Regions from separate parts of the Zea mays genome. Here region 2 is linked to region 1. The links are chromatin contacts, called in public Hi-C maps. All regions are on one chromosome and are shown on one strand. The core of a region is the stretch at or near the end of the contact, and the rest is flanking DNA. Distances in the headings are between cores, read along the strand shown. Region 1 holds the start of LOC542489 (cellulose synthase 3). Region 2 holds the start of LOC100277400.

Region 1 (7,575 bases), core at 2,459-4,958:
TCAAGCCCACCACTGTGGCCCAAGAATACCTATTATAAAAAAAGTGGAATACATGAGGACAAGATCTATGACAAACTAAAGTTCTGACAGAATGTCCATTTTAGAGATATTAAGAAAAATATACTTGGATCATTCCTGGATGATCTCTAGGGTTATTCCCAGGCCAAGGAGTGCCATCAGCCATGGTCCAGCCCTCCTCAGGTATTTTTTGCGCTTTTGCAACAAGGGCATTGATCCGTACTTTGAACTCTTCATACTCCCTCTGTCAGAGAACACCTCATGTGATCAAAGTCACCCATTTGTAGAATAAGTAATCTGACTATTTGCTACCTTATCTTACCTTCATAGCCCGCCTTTCTTTCACAAAAGAAGGTTGTATTTTGTCCTTTAGGTAATCTATCTTTTGAGCAAAGTAAAACTCTGGAGCCCTAGGTTCAATATTGTGTTTCTTGCAAAAGGGAACCCATTTCCTTGCAAACTCTGCGGTTTCAGATAGCGCTTCAAAAGTCAACATAGCTGAACCGTCATCAGAAACATAACATGATACTTTGTCAACAGGGTAATCCACAGCAAGAATGGACAGGACAGTGTTGCCAGTAATTAGAGGAGGTTCCTTAAGTGGATCCACTGTACTAACAAAGACATCGATTGGAGCCAACTGGGATGGCTCACCCTCCCTATCATATCTGCAAAGTCGAACCAGAAATCTCAGCACGAAACATAAGAACACTTAAAGATAACAATCAATGCATTGGCAACATCCAGTAGAAAACATCAAGAAGTGCAACTTGCCTCAATGCAAGTCTATCGAGGTAAGTTTCACGGTTGATAGGATACCACTTTGGGAACTGATCTAGAAGCCAAGACAAGGCAAACCAAACTTCACAAATAACAGATACAAGCCACAACCCATAAGCATCTTCCACTGGATGAGTTATACGATATTGAAAGAAGAAACATAGGATGATAAGCCGGAGAACAATCACGATCCGATAAAGGTTAAGCTCGTTTGGAGATATCGGAACTATGCGACTTAGAGGTAGCCGTGCATCGTCAGCCCTGCAGAAGAGCAATAAATGCAGGCAAATCAACAGCATTAGCTGAAACAGAAAGCAGTAAGCATTCCACTATTACAAAACACTAGAACAGAAGTGGCAAGAATAAAAAACTTGGTGTGTAGCAAAAATATCCACTACATTAAAACTGGTGCAGGACTCATTTGTGGAGTTTAATGGAAAGAGTATTCTCTGGCATTATAGCAAATATTGCTTGGCTTGATGTAGTCAGCAACTCAGCATGGACAACTAAAATTGTAAAATAAGACCCCAGGTGCAATGTGAATGTTTTCTATACAGAAGGATCCTGATTCAAAGAAGAAAAGACAGAGCAGACATAAGTGAAGTCGTAAGGACCATACATTTGCAGATCTTCACCATTTGAGCCAGTCCCTTCAATGTCCCCTTTCCCTTCAGCTGGATATTTATGAGTCACCTGTATCATATTTTTGTCCTGTCTAACTTTCCAGCTCTCGACTCTTTCTTTCCAGTCAACACTTCCAACTCCATAAGAATTCAAATCCTTCGAGGGGTCCACAATCCTCACAGGTACTGATATCATGGAACAAATGATTGCATTCTAGTGAATCTGCAGGGGAACTGATTACCAACACAAATATACATAACACGATAGCACACCTGGAATGCTTGGATCAACATAACTTGGTGTTGGGCTGCGAATAGAATGGCGATCAGGAGATGCATCAGGGATATCTCCAGACATCTGAAAGCAGTTGACAATGTTTCAGTGCAACAACAATACAAAATATTCTTATGGAAGCTTTCAAGTTCAATATAACGACCATCTATCTAATTCATTGGAATTATGTCAGGAAGTACAATGACCATCTAATTCAATGGAATTATAGCTGTCTTTCTGAAACAAGACGTAGGTCCCAAAAGTAGTAAGCAGTATTTGTCGAGCGTATTTATTGTTATACACTGGATGGTTGAGTGCAAAACTCTTGCAGAGGCTGGCATAAAATTCCTTTATCTAAAAAAACTTATTGTCATACATGTATCTGGTAACAGATAAGAGCACCCAGCCACCCATTTCTTGTATATGGACTTAATCATCTATAAGCAACCAAGAACACTGGGCTACAACTCCAGCAGTGAGGCAGTGAACCAGTTGGTTCCATTGAAACTTCACACTACAGGGCTAAAGCGGAAGGACAGCCTTGGATAGTACAGATAATTCTAATAAGATTACAGGACCAAAAGCTCAGCAAGAATCTGTTTGTCTGGCATCGTATAGTGGCTTTATGTATGTTGTTATACCTGCTGCCCAGTTGTCAGACGTGGAATTCTGTGATGGGGTTCATGTCGAGAAGACGAAGAGATGTCAACATCTTCCCCTTGTCCCCGCAGCTGCCACTGAGGCCCTTGGACATTGCCTTGTGTATAGTTGAATTCGTTGTCCAAATCATCAACTCCATCCTCTTCCTCATCTCCCCGAACTCGAGGGCTTCCTAAATTTGAACATGGAGATATGTGCATAAGTCATTTTCCATTAGAAAATTTAAACAGATGTGTTTGCAATATCAATTAACAGATTTCTCAAGAAGTTTGAAACTTTGATTCTTTGAACTTGTAAAGCAATGAGTAAGCTCAGTATGTCCCACAAGGAACGGACCTTTGTGCCTCTTGTATCTAGTCTTGCATTGAGGGCAGCACTGATTCCCCTCCTTACGCTCGTACTCATAGCACGGACGACACACTGGGAAGGCACATTCGTTGCACGCAACAAAGATATCGCCTGTTGCTGAGAGCCCGAGCGTGTCACCGCAGATTTGACATATTTGTTCATTCACATTCTTCAACTGCTTAGCCTGCACGCCAACAACGTAGATGTAGTCATGAAGGTGAGATTGTGACAGCAACAAACCAACAATCAGAGGTTCTATATAAGAATATCATAAAATCGAACAAGACGCAACAAATTTCCCTCATGGCCCACAGAGTTAGGAGAAATGCATACATTAATTAAGACCAAAGCTTGACGCATTAGCAGGTCAACAGCTTATTAATACCAACAAACTGTAGGATTCGAACTGTTCCTATAAAATACAGATGACAAACCCAGGCAAGTTGAATAATCCATCTCAACCAAATCCCCTCTGCATTTCCCGACAACACCGTCGCGAGCAGGTGGCGAAGAGAACAGTGAAATCAATAGAGTCGCCACTCGACCAGCACGCCGCGCCGAAAACCCCCCACAACCGCACCGAAAACCTCCTACGCTGACGCAACAGAACCTAGGCATCCCACACAACGACCGCAAGGGCCGCCAATCGGACGCTGGACCAACTCCATCCGCCCGGCGGCGCACGGGCGCACGGCAGATCGACAGGTCCCCCGGCGCAAATCAAAACGCGACGGGACGAAGCCGAGTGAGAGCGCGAGCAGGGCACCGAAGAGCGGGGGAGAGTGGGGACGCACCGCGGCTCCGTCGCCGTCGTGCCGGATCGTTACGACCCCGCCGCGGGAGCCAGCCACCATCCCCCGGTTCGCCTCCATGCCGACGCCGCCGCTATCCGCCTCCTCCCCGCAGCCCGTCTCGCCTCTCTTCACGCAGCACGCATTCCGACGCGAGTGCGCGTTAGCTGGTGGTGAGTGTCCCGACTGCTAGTGCTCTCGCTGTCGTGTCGCGTACTCGCGTCCCCCACACGCGTCGCTTTCTGCCGCGTCCCGTGGGCTAGCGCGGTGAACTGTGACGGGCTCTGCACCGTCGGATGGGAGGTGGGAGTGGGAGGTGGATGTGGGCTGTCGGATTGGGTACGGCCGTGCGGGGCGGCGGGCGTCAACGTCGTCGCCTGGACGCCGTCACCGTCCCACAGACTGTTGTTCAGTTGTTCTAGCCGTGCGCAACGGTCTGTCCATTCAGGTTACAAAATTCGAGTCAGATAATTCGGTTAAATGAAATTTAGGGTATAAATAATTGTTAACGAATTTTAGTTTCAAAAAATATTATTCGAAATTTTATATACTCAATGATTCATTTCGGATTTTACTTGATAATATCTGAAATGGACACAATCAATCATTTTAAAAGAATTTTAGTAGCATTTAAAGTAATAAATAATGGTTCCTCAAATCAAAACATGTCTGCATATCAATAATAATAAACTAGTTATTAAGTTAGCGTAAATATATATTAGTTTGTTTTAAATAATATAATTATATCGCACCGAACCACTTCATGTGTCTTTATGTTATGAATATATAAGAGAAATGATTGAGATATTTCGAGTAATTCGGATAGATCGAGTATTGGGGAACATTTCCCAAACTAAATTTGGGTTTTTACAATTACTATCCCACAATTAATTTTGTAGGTTAGGAGAGGATTCGTGATGTTGTCGTCTCGATGGTCTTGCTCTTTACACGCCTAAGAGAGTTTAGACTTGTTCAGAAATAACTCCTACATAGTATGGTGTTGAAGCCTTTCTTATTGACTCGAGTGTTACAAAGTGGAGTGTTGAACTCTCGTGCTTTGTGTAAAGTGGATGCAAGGTGGCCCCATCCCTTTATGTACTTGAGGAACATGAGACCTATTGTTACAGAGGTTTCGATGGGGTGTGTTGTTCATATTCCGGGTTGTGTAGCTCTTTTGGTACATCATGGCGAATGCATATTGCTTTGTCATCTTCAAGATGACTAGGCCAAGGGAGTGGTTAGGTCCTGCATGTGTCCAAAGCCTTGTCGTTGGGCACGTTTATAAGAGTCGTACGAGTGGTTGGCCTTGGAGTTATCTTCTTTCGCTCATGTCTTGTCTAATTCTGTTGACTTTCTTCCTTTTGAGGTGTGGTGTTGAGGAGTCCCTAGAGTACTTTATACTATATCTACCTTTGTCTTACGTTAGACGTGTACGCTGAAAGATTAGAGGATCATAAATGCACTGGCTCTATGAGTTTCCTTTCTGACTATGGAGTCATGTATGAGATGTATAGTCAGCTTGTCCGAGGTTAGGATTGACTAGTCGAGGTTAGGGCCAACTTGGTGGAGGATCTTGGTCGAGTGAACCCTAGTTGTGTTTGTTATGGTCCAGTCTAACTTGGTCGGGGTGGCCAGATCAAGTTTGGCCTAGTGGAAAATACTAGGTTATGGGGACTTTCGTTAGGTTTGCTTCGGTCAGGTTCAACCTGGGCGAGATGACCTAATCGAGCCTAATCTACCTAGAGACCATCTTGCACGTAATTTCATATGTCATAGAGTAGTCATTTTACGTTATCTTAGGGTACCCTGTATTGTGGGTACATGTCACTATCTTAAATTACGATTGGGTATTTCAGGTTTCAGTATTTGGATCCGGGTTCAAGTAATTTGGGTTTGATGTTTGGGTATCGAGTATTTTGTTCACCCCTACCTGTAGTCGATGGAGGCATATGCAGTCGTGACAGCGTTAGAGCTAGTATAATAAGGTGACATAGGTGAACTGCAAGAGACAACACATCAGACTTATAGTGACATAAAAGAAAGAAAATGAAGAGAGAAGGGAAGCAAACTGCTTACTAGTAGCCAGTTGAAATTAGATTGTTCATAAACTTGAAAACAATTTATGAGATAAATAGATGGCCCGAGTATTAAATGTATTGCTTATATTATGATAGATTTATTGTATGGTTATGATTTTAGTTGTCTATATGTGTCAACATATTAAGGCCATTCTCAATGATGAGTTTCAATGCACTATAATGTTGCCACATCCGATTTAAACTAGGTAACCGTGTACACAAGGTTTCACCCCATAAAACTCTACCATCTCCTGTAAAGTTCTCTATATCTCTCCTCTTAATTACACTGTCACATCACCAAGCATCGTGATGTGTCATTGTATTTAATGAGTATGGAACTCATATTGAGAGCGACCTTATAAAGCGCACTTTAACCTATATTATTAATCTTACTACAAGTTGAGTCGTCGCCGCATCGATGCGAGGAGCAATAGGCGGTGGATCGAACACCCTATAATAATTTGTTCGTTCATTGGTATTTTAAAATTACGGGTTCTTTTTCATCTTTCAGGGTTTTGTTTAAACCCTTGCTACTATTACCGCTGTATAGACATGTCTTATTATCTTAATTCCCATCTATATAAATAATTTATTCCTTTAAATACCATTGCAAGAACAGAACATCGTTACAATCACTCTATAACATTTCGCTCATTGAGTGATGCAGTATGTGTATTAAGTCTAAGTTTGTATTCTCAAGCAATTGCTATAAAGAGCTAGTGAATTTGATCTGTGATGTGTTTCGAGCAAATCACAAGGTGTCTCAAAATATTACTAGTAAAAGAAATTGCTTTAAGCTTTTTGGTGTGAATTGTAAGAAGATTGATGTACCCCAACATAATTATATGTTATTCTAGAAAAAAAACGAGAAGAAGTGCTTGAAATATGGACAACTCAGATTTATAGAGATTGTAAACAAAAATGATGAAAGGTAACAACAAAAATTACACATAAGCAACTTCGTTATATGACTCTTAATCTCCACCGAGACAAAACGAACATGGCCTTTGGTGAAATACTTATTTATCGTAAAAAAAACTAGACATAAGATGGCACAGAGAAAGTGCACGGGAAAACACACATATCTGATGGTCAAGCTTACATGCCTCCGTCTCCGTCTAAGGCTGTCTCCAGCAGCGTCTCCTAAATTCCATCTCCTAAAAGAATATTCTCTGTCCTTTACAGAACACTCTAAAAGATTTTGTCCTCTATATATTCTCAGTCTCCAGCAGCGTCCCCTAAATTCGGTCCCCTAAAGCTACAGTGTTAACAGATTCCTTTTTTCCATTTCTTTTTTTGTTTTCTATGTTTTCTTCCCAATTCACGCTATACAAATGATGTGCAAAAATGTGTATTTATTAATTTTTGAATTAATAAATTCGAATTGTCAACATTAATTATCATTGGCTGTTATGTTGTGTGTAATTGTTGTCCATAAAACATCGCATAAAGATTCATCCTCCAATTCCACACAGCAAATTACGCATCTATCAACAATAATGATACATTAGAACTTTATATACAGAAGCTAGATCATTACAAAACTATAAAACTTCAATTATTTGCACATACTGCTCCGTGTTGCCATCCTGAACATGTTGCAGCTTGTATGTTACTGAAGGTAAAGAAGCAAGTGTATCGGCAGAGAGACCTCTGTTTTCTGTGCCAACTACTTCACCCAATGCGACTAGCTCCTGATATCAACATAAGAACCATTAAAACATGGCATATTGGCATATTGATGTATGAAGCTTCAAATGAGGGGCTTGGAGAAGTAAGGATAAGACAGCAAGCAATGTAACTTGCCTCATAAGAGTATTCATCTGGATCAACCTCTTGCCATGTCTCATGGGTTTTCATAAAAGCATATATAAGTTTAGGTTGTTCATCATTCGTTATAGTTTGACTGATTATAAACAAGTATGAAAGAAACTATGCCCAATATGTGAACAATGACATAAACTTCCCCAACATAGAAACAGTAGGAATAATTGGGAAATATG
Region 2 (7,880 bases), core at 1,734-4,233, 740 kb before region 1:
ACGTTGATTGAATGTGTCCCAATCAGAATCTGTGATGCACATATTAAGAGCTTTTAAGAAATTTAAAAAATACGAATACAAATAACAAACCTCCAATAAACAAATAAATCTCTATTTTGTACTATGATTATATATTGGTATGAGTAGCACGTAATCAACGTAACATTTCATTCTTACAAAGCAATAGGCCACTACTGATGCACCTATAAAAAAGTGCTTAGCACTTGTATACATCCACTTCTGCCTCCCTTAAATCATGTACAAAAGATACATAAGCAATACTGGCAGGCCGAAAGGTTTTATGTTCTTGCGTGTTTTTATCTCTTTATTAATATAGGCAGAGCTCATGACATGTGTTCCAAAAAATAAATGAGTCTCAAAGGTGACCAAATTACAAAGTAACTGATAAAAAGTCACATACCATTAAGTTATATATACTACCATACCAGAGTTCCAAAATCCCTAGGTATATATAGTGAATTATGGTCTTCAAGGTAAATTTTAAAGGAAAAAGTAATGTGTACGAAAGACTTTAGTTAATATGGTTCACCAAACAAGTAAGACTGTACAGTAGATTGTTAGTGTTCCTAAAATCGCAAAAGGGATCACTCACAAAATCCATCTTGTACTGATTGTGGGCAAGGAAAGGGTACAGAATAAACCAGAACACCAAATCTGTAATCATCACAGCACCTGCATTTGTCTGGAAAGAAACACAGAATGAGTGGAGTGGCAATGTCAGTCATCTTTCATGTTTCTCTTCATTACTTTTATTAATGTAAAATAGGTCAACTTTTTGCAAAAAAAATGTGAAGCAATGGCACATCCTTATGATGGTTGACGACTTACCTGAAACATGATCTGGAACATATAACCCCAAACTCCTGCTATTTCTCCACCATTGTTTGTTTTAGTGTCATGAGAAATTTTGATTGCAGGGTCATATACACTTTCCGCAGTTGGAGCTATCATATATGTGCCATGATCTGCACCAGATCTTACCGGATCATATCTATCCCCACCAGTATTGTAAACATACTGATAGCATCCATATATAGAAAGTAACGATCCAAGCTGAAGATAAAGAGGGTAGTACTGGTTAAAAAATCATGAGCAAGAATACATAACTCGAGTGTCCAGTCTGTTTCAGATAATATCCTCAAAAGAAAATTCATATAAGCCTTTGTATCAATGTTGCAGGAGTGCAGTGAGATGTGATGTCAGTGTCAGTTACTGAAACTCAAGGTTAAGTATAACAACAAAAGTGACAAATAACCAAAACAAAACGCAAGCCAAAGTTCCATTGGCAAACTACATACCCCAAAATACAAGGTGACAAGCAAGAACGTCCACCTGCCAAACATACAACATCATTTCAGCATAAGTTTTTTTTAATTGTTGGTAGTGGAACTAATTCTGGGATGAAAATGAGCTCACTGAGTGTAGTATAGGAAGATACTCCATCCATCAGTAATGATGTCGACCACGAGCAGCGAAGCCAAAACGAAGAAGGCCACAACGCGAAATGCCAGCAGCCAGCCAGGGTGGATACCCTCAAGGCATGTCTTCCAGCAATCTTCAAGATAAACAACACCAGGTCTGACACGTGGTAACGCCTCTTCTCTGTCTCCACCGTCATCGCCATTGCTGTCCGGTGAACTGGCCCCCTCGTACTTCTTAATCAGGAAGAATGCCAAGGCCATGCAGGAGTAGACCCAGAGCGCGCACAGCAAGAACCTCCAGTTGAGCCAGTACTCCGGTTGAGTAGTGTCCACGGCCATGGCTGAGGATTGGAATGCTTAATTAACCGTCCCTGCCATCATATATCAGCAACACATTATATAAGTTTGCTGTCCTCGTCGTTCTCATTAAAATCTGATACTATACTTGCGCCAGTCCGTTAAAGAAACAGTGCCAAAGTCCCTAAACCGAGGCCAGCTTCCCCCCCCCCCCCCCCCCCCCCCCCCCCCGCAAATAGGGAGACGCTGCTTCAACCCGCGACCTGGTGGCCTGCGCCAGTCCATTCATCAATCAAGGATAAAAAGAAGCACTTTTTTCCTTGCCTTCCCGGCTAATAGAGAGATCAACGCAATACAGAATCCTAATTGCCAAATAGAGAAAGCAGGGGAAAAGAACAGGCCAAAGAAAGTGAGACACACAAAACACTATTCGGAGATTCAGAACCTATGCCGCAACCTGGTCGGCCTGGGTACCCCACGCAAAAGGTAAAGATGCGACATTTGCCCGTCCTTCATTGACGCGCACACACGAAACAAACGAACAAAACGAAGCGGAAGGCATCAAGAAACCTATCGTCTGAGAGAGTATGAAGTGGGGAAGGAAGCTGAGTTTACCGGCGATTGATTCGTCAACAGGATCGCGCAGACACACCAGCGGATCGGACAGAGTGGTTAAAGAAGACACCGAGAACCACTACTCACTCCCCTTGCCCGCTTGCCCTCTCCAAGCTCCGTCCGGTTCCTTCCACCTAGTTCGTGTGATGCGCCTTCCTCCGACGAGTGAACTACTGTTGCAGCATCTAGATTGAGATCGGGGGAGGATACATCGGACATGTGCGCATCAGTGTATCCGCAATAAAAAAAAAAGAACACGGAATCAGAAAATGCTAGTCAAAATCTAAAACGCATAGAGATAGAGATCATGAATTACGATATGCGGATGGGCAGCAGATCCCTGCCAGTTCCTCGCAAGAATCTCCGGCTCCGAGTCAAAGTGCCGGCGGTGGACTCGTGCTGGCGGTGGACTCGGGAAGCCTCTCGTCTGGGTGTGGCGCCTCCTCTCCCACCTGTCCCAGAGCAGCAGCAGCCGCAGGCAAAGACAGGGCGAGAAGTGAGCGAACGGACCAAGAAAGAACCAATCGCGACGAGGACCAACCAACCACGGGGTCAGGTGATCTGGGAGACGCGATGAGGATGAGATGGAGCAAGTTTTTCCGACCTGGACCGCTTGCTTGGAATGGAATGGGACCATTCGATGGATAGATGACACATTTATCATTTGCTTGTGTCGATTTGCCTTTGCGACCGCAAGGAATCAAAATGTTATGTTTCTCACGTCGCAACAAGTACACCCGAACGTTCTGGGGTTCTGGCACGTGCGTGACCAAAGAGACGAGCAATGAAACAAACAATCACTGCCATACCTGAATGAAATGCAGATGTTCTATGAGGTCCCGCTTTGGATCCTTTAGGTTAAATTTCATTTCAATAGTTATAATTTAAGCATAGATTAATAATATGGTTTTATATCATCGGTGTTATATATATAATAAAGACATTTATGTGCTACATTTATGTTATAGGGTAGCGAGCCAAAATGTATATTATAAATTGCAGAATAGAAATATAGTTCGATGAAATCAATTTTCATCCTTTCGTTCTATAAATTTAAGATAGAATTGTATCTGAACTTTAAAAACGATGGAATATCAGATTCTAAGCTAAATAGCCTACTCTATTAAGTAGATTTTATTTTTAATAAAAATAGAGGGATCCAAATGACCCCTAAACTCTTCTGTCATATGACCTAACAGACTAAGTTATGCTCTCTCTGTTTTATAAAGACTACGATTGTGGATATATACATATACCAATGATTCATGTGAAATTACAATAATACATATGTAGATGTTCAAGGGGTAAAGTAGGCCATAGCCCCTCTAATTTTTGAAACTACTAATATATATAATATGTATTTTCTGAAAATAATAGAAAAATGCTAAAGATAATGGGCCAAAACCAACTTCGTTCGTGGGCCACTGGGCCTCCTCCCAGTCCGGCCCTCTCTAAATCACAATCCCCTATATTATAAAAGTGTCTTTCAGGACTTCATCGACAGAAGACAAACCTGTAGAAAGCCTAGGTCAGCGCCAGCCTGACATTCATGAGACCATGCACATAGGGAGGCCAAGCCCCATGGCGGCTAGGCCTCGAGGCCTGTGAGTTAGGGGCCTTATACGAGTCTCCTTGGCTCTCCCTAAGACGCCTCAGGGTAGAACAACCAGGGGACACAGCCCCAACGCCATATGTGCCTCTAACTAGTGAACCAACACCATAGGTAGACCACACATGACACCAAGAAATAAAAAGGCTTTTATTCATCTCATTTATTGCAAGAGACGACGACATCACTATAGCCACACCTAGATCACAAGTGAACCAACGAGCACTATGTCATGTAGTTTCTACAACTGCCAACTGTGTCATATGATAGCGTGGGTGAAAGGAACACGGATGCCTAAGGGGGTGTCGAGTACCAAGGAACGGGGTACCCAAAATAGGGCACATAACCTCCTGGCCGACCAAGTCCCGCCCGAGCAAGTATGCGAGGCGCGCGCGATCGACCAAGTCCCCGCCGAGCAAGCCTACGAGGTAGAGCGGCCGACCAAGTCCCAGTCGAGCAAATCTGCAAGGCGGAGACCCAAGTCACGCGCTACAAGCCCACGCTGACTGTGACAAGATGTGTCACCCTAGGAACACGACCGGACATATGTACGACAGATCGAGGATGCGCCGGGAGGTCACTATCAACATGACTTCACATCCTCAAGTATGACCCCGGGCGCACCCCCACTAACTCGAGGGGTTAATTGACCCTGTCCATGGAGGACCTTAGCACTGGAGCTTCTATAGTGACCCATATAATGGATAGTACACAGTAGATATACCATACCGGGTTTATGCCTACGCACATCGGTGAGTGGCGCGGGCTCATGACGACAGGCGAGACCACACGACGCACGACTGCACCGTATGACTAACCTGTGGGGCCCCTCACACTACTACGAAGATGCCCACGGTAAGACTCACTAAAGGGACACGTATACCGAACAGACAGGACAATACACCTGTTGGGGGCCTTCGTCTTCCGAAGGTCCTAAAAAACATGATTTAACAGTGTTTCCCAAGTGTAATATATATACAGGTACCTTAAGACTCAGGTTAAAACTGTACATGATACGGAAAGCATGGTCGAGACGAAGGTTGATGATGCTCCGAAGCTACGTGCAAGGGAGCTTCGGCTCAGCGGCGGAAAAAGGAACCGACTTAAAGGGGAAAAGGCTATCTAGTCCTCGTTGGGTTGTCCTTAAATCAATAGTAAATATAAAGGGCATGAATGTAATTTTACACAGGCTGCGCCCTGTGCCTATAAATAGATGAACAGTACCCCTGTACTGTTCACGCTGACTTGTACTTGCTCGTGCATCACGTTTGTACTTTAGCCTTCTGTCAAGCCGAAGGTAACTCAATATTGTTCTTATTCATTCATGATTATATAATAAGGGCATATAAAGGATGTTACATGGTTATTCATGTTATTTCTCATGTTTCATATGCTTCTTCTTTCATCAATGTAAACTGTGATCATGAAGGTATGTTCTTCATGACCTTCGTCCGAAGATCGTTATATCCTGAGGGAAATAATGCTTCAAAGGACGAAGGGCCTTAACCATTAACTTCTTTCTGTGTTGCCTTGTTCTTAATTCATAGCATTTGAGAACAAGTCCCCAACATTGGCGCCCACCTCCGGTGTACTCACTTCCACAACCTTCGGCAAAGCATCAACCTTCGTCATGCCGCCGAAGAAGATAACAGCGCCGGGGGCTGCACTGCAGCCACTGGACACAAACCAAGACATACTCTCTAACGGTCCGTCCGATGGCCCAGAAGTCAGAAGCTCCAACTGGACTGTTCGGTGGCCCAGAAGTCAGAAGCTCCAACGGTCGAACCCTAACGGTTGGGTGACGTGGCTGGCGTACCGGACTGTCCGGTGCGCCATACGACAGCAGCCTTCACAAACGACTATTTTGGTGGTTGGGGTTATAAATACCCCCAACCACCCACCATTCATTGCATCCAAGTTTTCAGCCTTCAAACCTCATACAAGAGCTATAACATTCAATACAAGACACAAACAAAGAGATCAAATCCTATCCCAAGTCCGGAATCAGTCCAACCAAATTAGTGACTAGAGAGAGAGAGAGATTTGTGTTCATTTGAGCTCTTGCGCTTGGATTGCTTTTCTTCTTCCTTCTTTCTTGTTTCCAACTCAATTGTAATCAAGGCAAGAGACACCAATTGTGTGGTGGTCCTTGTGGGGACTTAGTGTCCCGATTGATTGAGAATAGAAGCTCACTCGGTCTAAGTGACCGTTTGAGAGAGGGAAAGGGTTGAAAGAGACCCGGTCTTTGTGACCACCTCAACGGGGAGTAGGTTTGCAAGAACCGAACCTCGGTAAAACAAATCACAGTGTCATCCGCCTTATTTGCTTGTGATTTGTTTTCGCCCTCTCTTTCGGACTCGACTTTAATTCTAATACTAACCCCGGCTTGTAGTTGTGCTTAAGTTTGTAAATTTCAGATTTGCCTATTCACCCCCTTTAGGCGACTTTCAATTGGTATCAGAGCCGGTACTTCATTAGAGCCTAACCGCTCAAAGTGATGTCGGGAGATCACGCCAAGAAGGAGATGGTGACCGGCGAGAAGCCCACCACAAGCCATGGGAAGGCTCCATCCGGGGAGTCTGGCAACAAGGTGAAGGGATCCCCTTCACACGACAAGTCGCGTCGGAGCGGCGAGAAGAAAAAGAAGATGAAGAAAGTTGTCTACTATGAGACCGACTCTTCATCGCCATCCACCTCTGGCTCCGACACGCCGTCCGTCACTTCTAAGCGCCATGAGCGCAAGAAGTTTAGTAAGATTCCCCTACGCTATCCTCACATTTCAAAACGTACTCCTTTACTTTCCGTCCCATTAGGCAAACCACCCATGTTTGATGGTGAAGATTATAATATGTGGAGTGACAAAATGAGGCACCATCTAACCTCACTCCACACTAGTATTTGGGATGTTGTTGAGATTAGAGTACAGGTACCATCGCAGGGGGATGAAGACTATGACTCGGACAAAGTTGCCCAAATCCGGCACTTCAACTCCCAAGCCACCACTATACTCCTCGCCTCTCTAAGTCGAGAGGAGTATAACAAGGTGCAAGGGTTGAAGAGCGCCAAGGAGATTTGGGATGTGCTCAAAACCGCGCACGAAGGAGACGAGGTGACCAAGATCACCAAGAGGGAAACGATCGAGGGGGAGCTCGGTCGCTTCATGCTTCACCAAGGGGAGGAGCCACAAGCAATATACAACCGACTCAAGATATTGGTGAACCAAGTGCGCAACCTCGGGAGCACCAAATGGGATGACCATGAGATGGTCAAGGTTATTCTTAGATCACTCGTATTTCTTGACCCTACTCAAGTTCAATTAATTCGTGGTGATCCAAGATATAAACTAATGTCTCCCGAGGAAGTTATAGGAAAATTTTTGAGCTTTGAATTGATGATCAAAGGCTCTAAGAAAAATCATCGAGCAAGGCGCCACTTCTACATCCGAGGTGCAACCCGTCGCCTTCAAAGCGACGGAGGAGAAGAAGGAAGAGTCTACATCAAGTAGACTTCCCATCGACGCCTCCAAGCTCGACAACGAGGAGATGGCGCTCATCATCAAGAGCTTCCGCCAAATCCTCAAGCAAAGGAGGGGGAAGGATTACAAGCCCCGCTCCAAGAAAGTTTGCTACAAGTGTGGTAAGCCCGGTCATTTCATTGCTAAATGTCCATTATCTAGTGATAGTGACAGGGGCGACGACAAGAGGGGAAAGAAGAAGGAAAAGAAGAGGTACTACAAGAAGAAGGGCGGCGATGCCCATGTTTGCCGGGAGTGGGACTTCGACAAAAGCTCCACCGACTCCTCCTTCGACGAGGACGCCGCCAACATCGCCATCAACAAAGGTCTTCTCTTCCCTAACGTCAGCCACAAGTGCCTCATGGCAAAGGACGACAAGAAGAAGAAGGTAAAATCAAGATCC

Evidence for each region. A called contact is a pair of places that touch in the nucleus more often than the background predicts.
Region 2: a Hi-C map of ear shows a contact between it and region 1, with 1.6 times the contacts expected there. The contact joins the promoter of LOC100277400 here to the promoter of LOC542489 in region 1. A contact is called at or near these places in 2 of 25 Hi-C or Micro-C datasets (ear and tassel).

The regions. Positions count from the first base shown.
Region 1 is chr3:11,614,300-11,621,874 of Zm-B73-REFERENCE-NAM-5.0, reverse strand. LOC542489 (cellulose synthase 3) reads right to left here and starts at 3,708. Exons shown (of 14, transcript NM_001305863.1): 1 at 3,498-3,708; 2 at 2,692-2,887; 3 at 2,337-2,527; 4 at 1,695-1,779; 5 at 1,418-1,607; 6 at 793-1,059; 7 at 341-686; 8 at 125-262; 9 at 1-29. The coding sequence starts at 3,575. It overlaps LOC103649685 (E3 ubiquitin ligase BIG BROTHER-related), which reads right to left. Exons shown (of 6, transcript XM_020550712.1): 4 at 7,379-7,424; 5 at 7,145-7,266; 6 at 6,966-7,059. The coding sequence ends at 6,966.
Region 2 is chr3:12,355,051-12,362,930 of Zm-B73-REFERENCE-NAM-5.0, reverse strand. LOC100277400 reads right to left here and starts at 2,983. Exons shown (of 10, transcript NM_001150967.1): 1 at 2,671-2,983; 2 at 2,355-2,539; 3 at 1,438-1,813; 4 at 1,320-1,353; 5 at 850-1,074; 6 at 614-703; 7 at 1-29. The coding sequence starts at 1,781.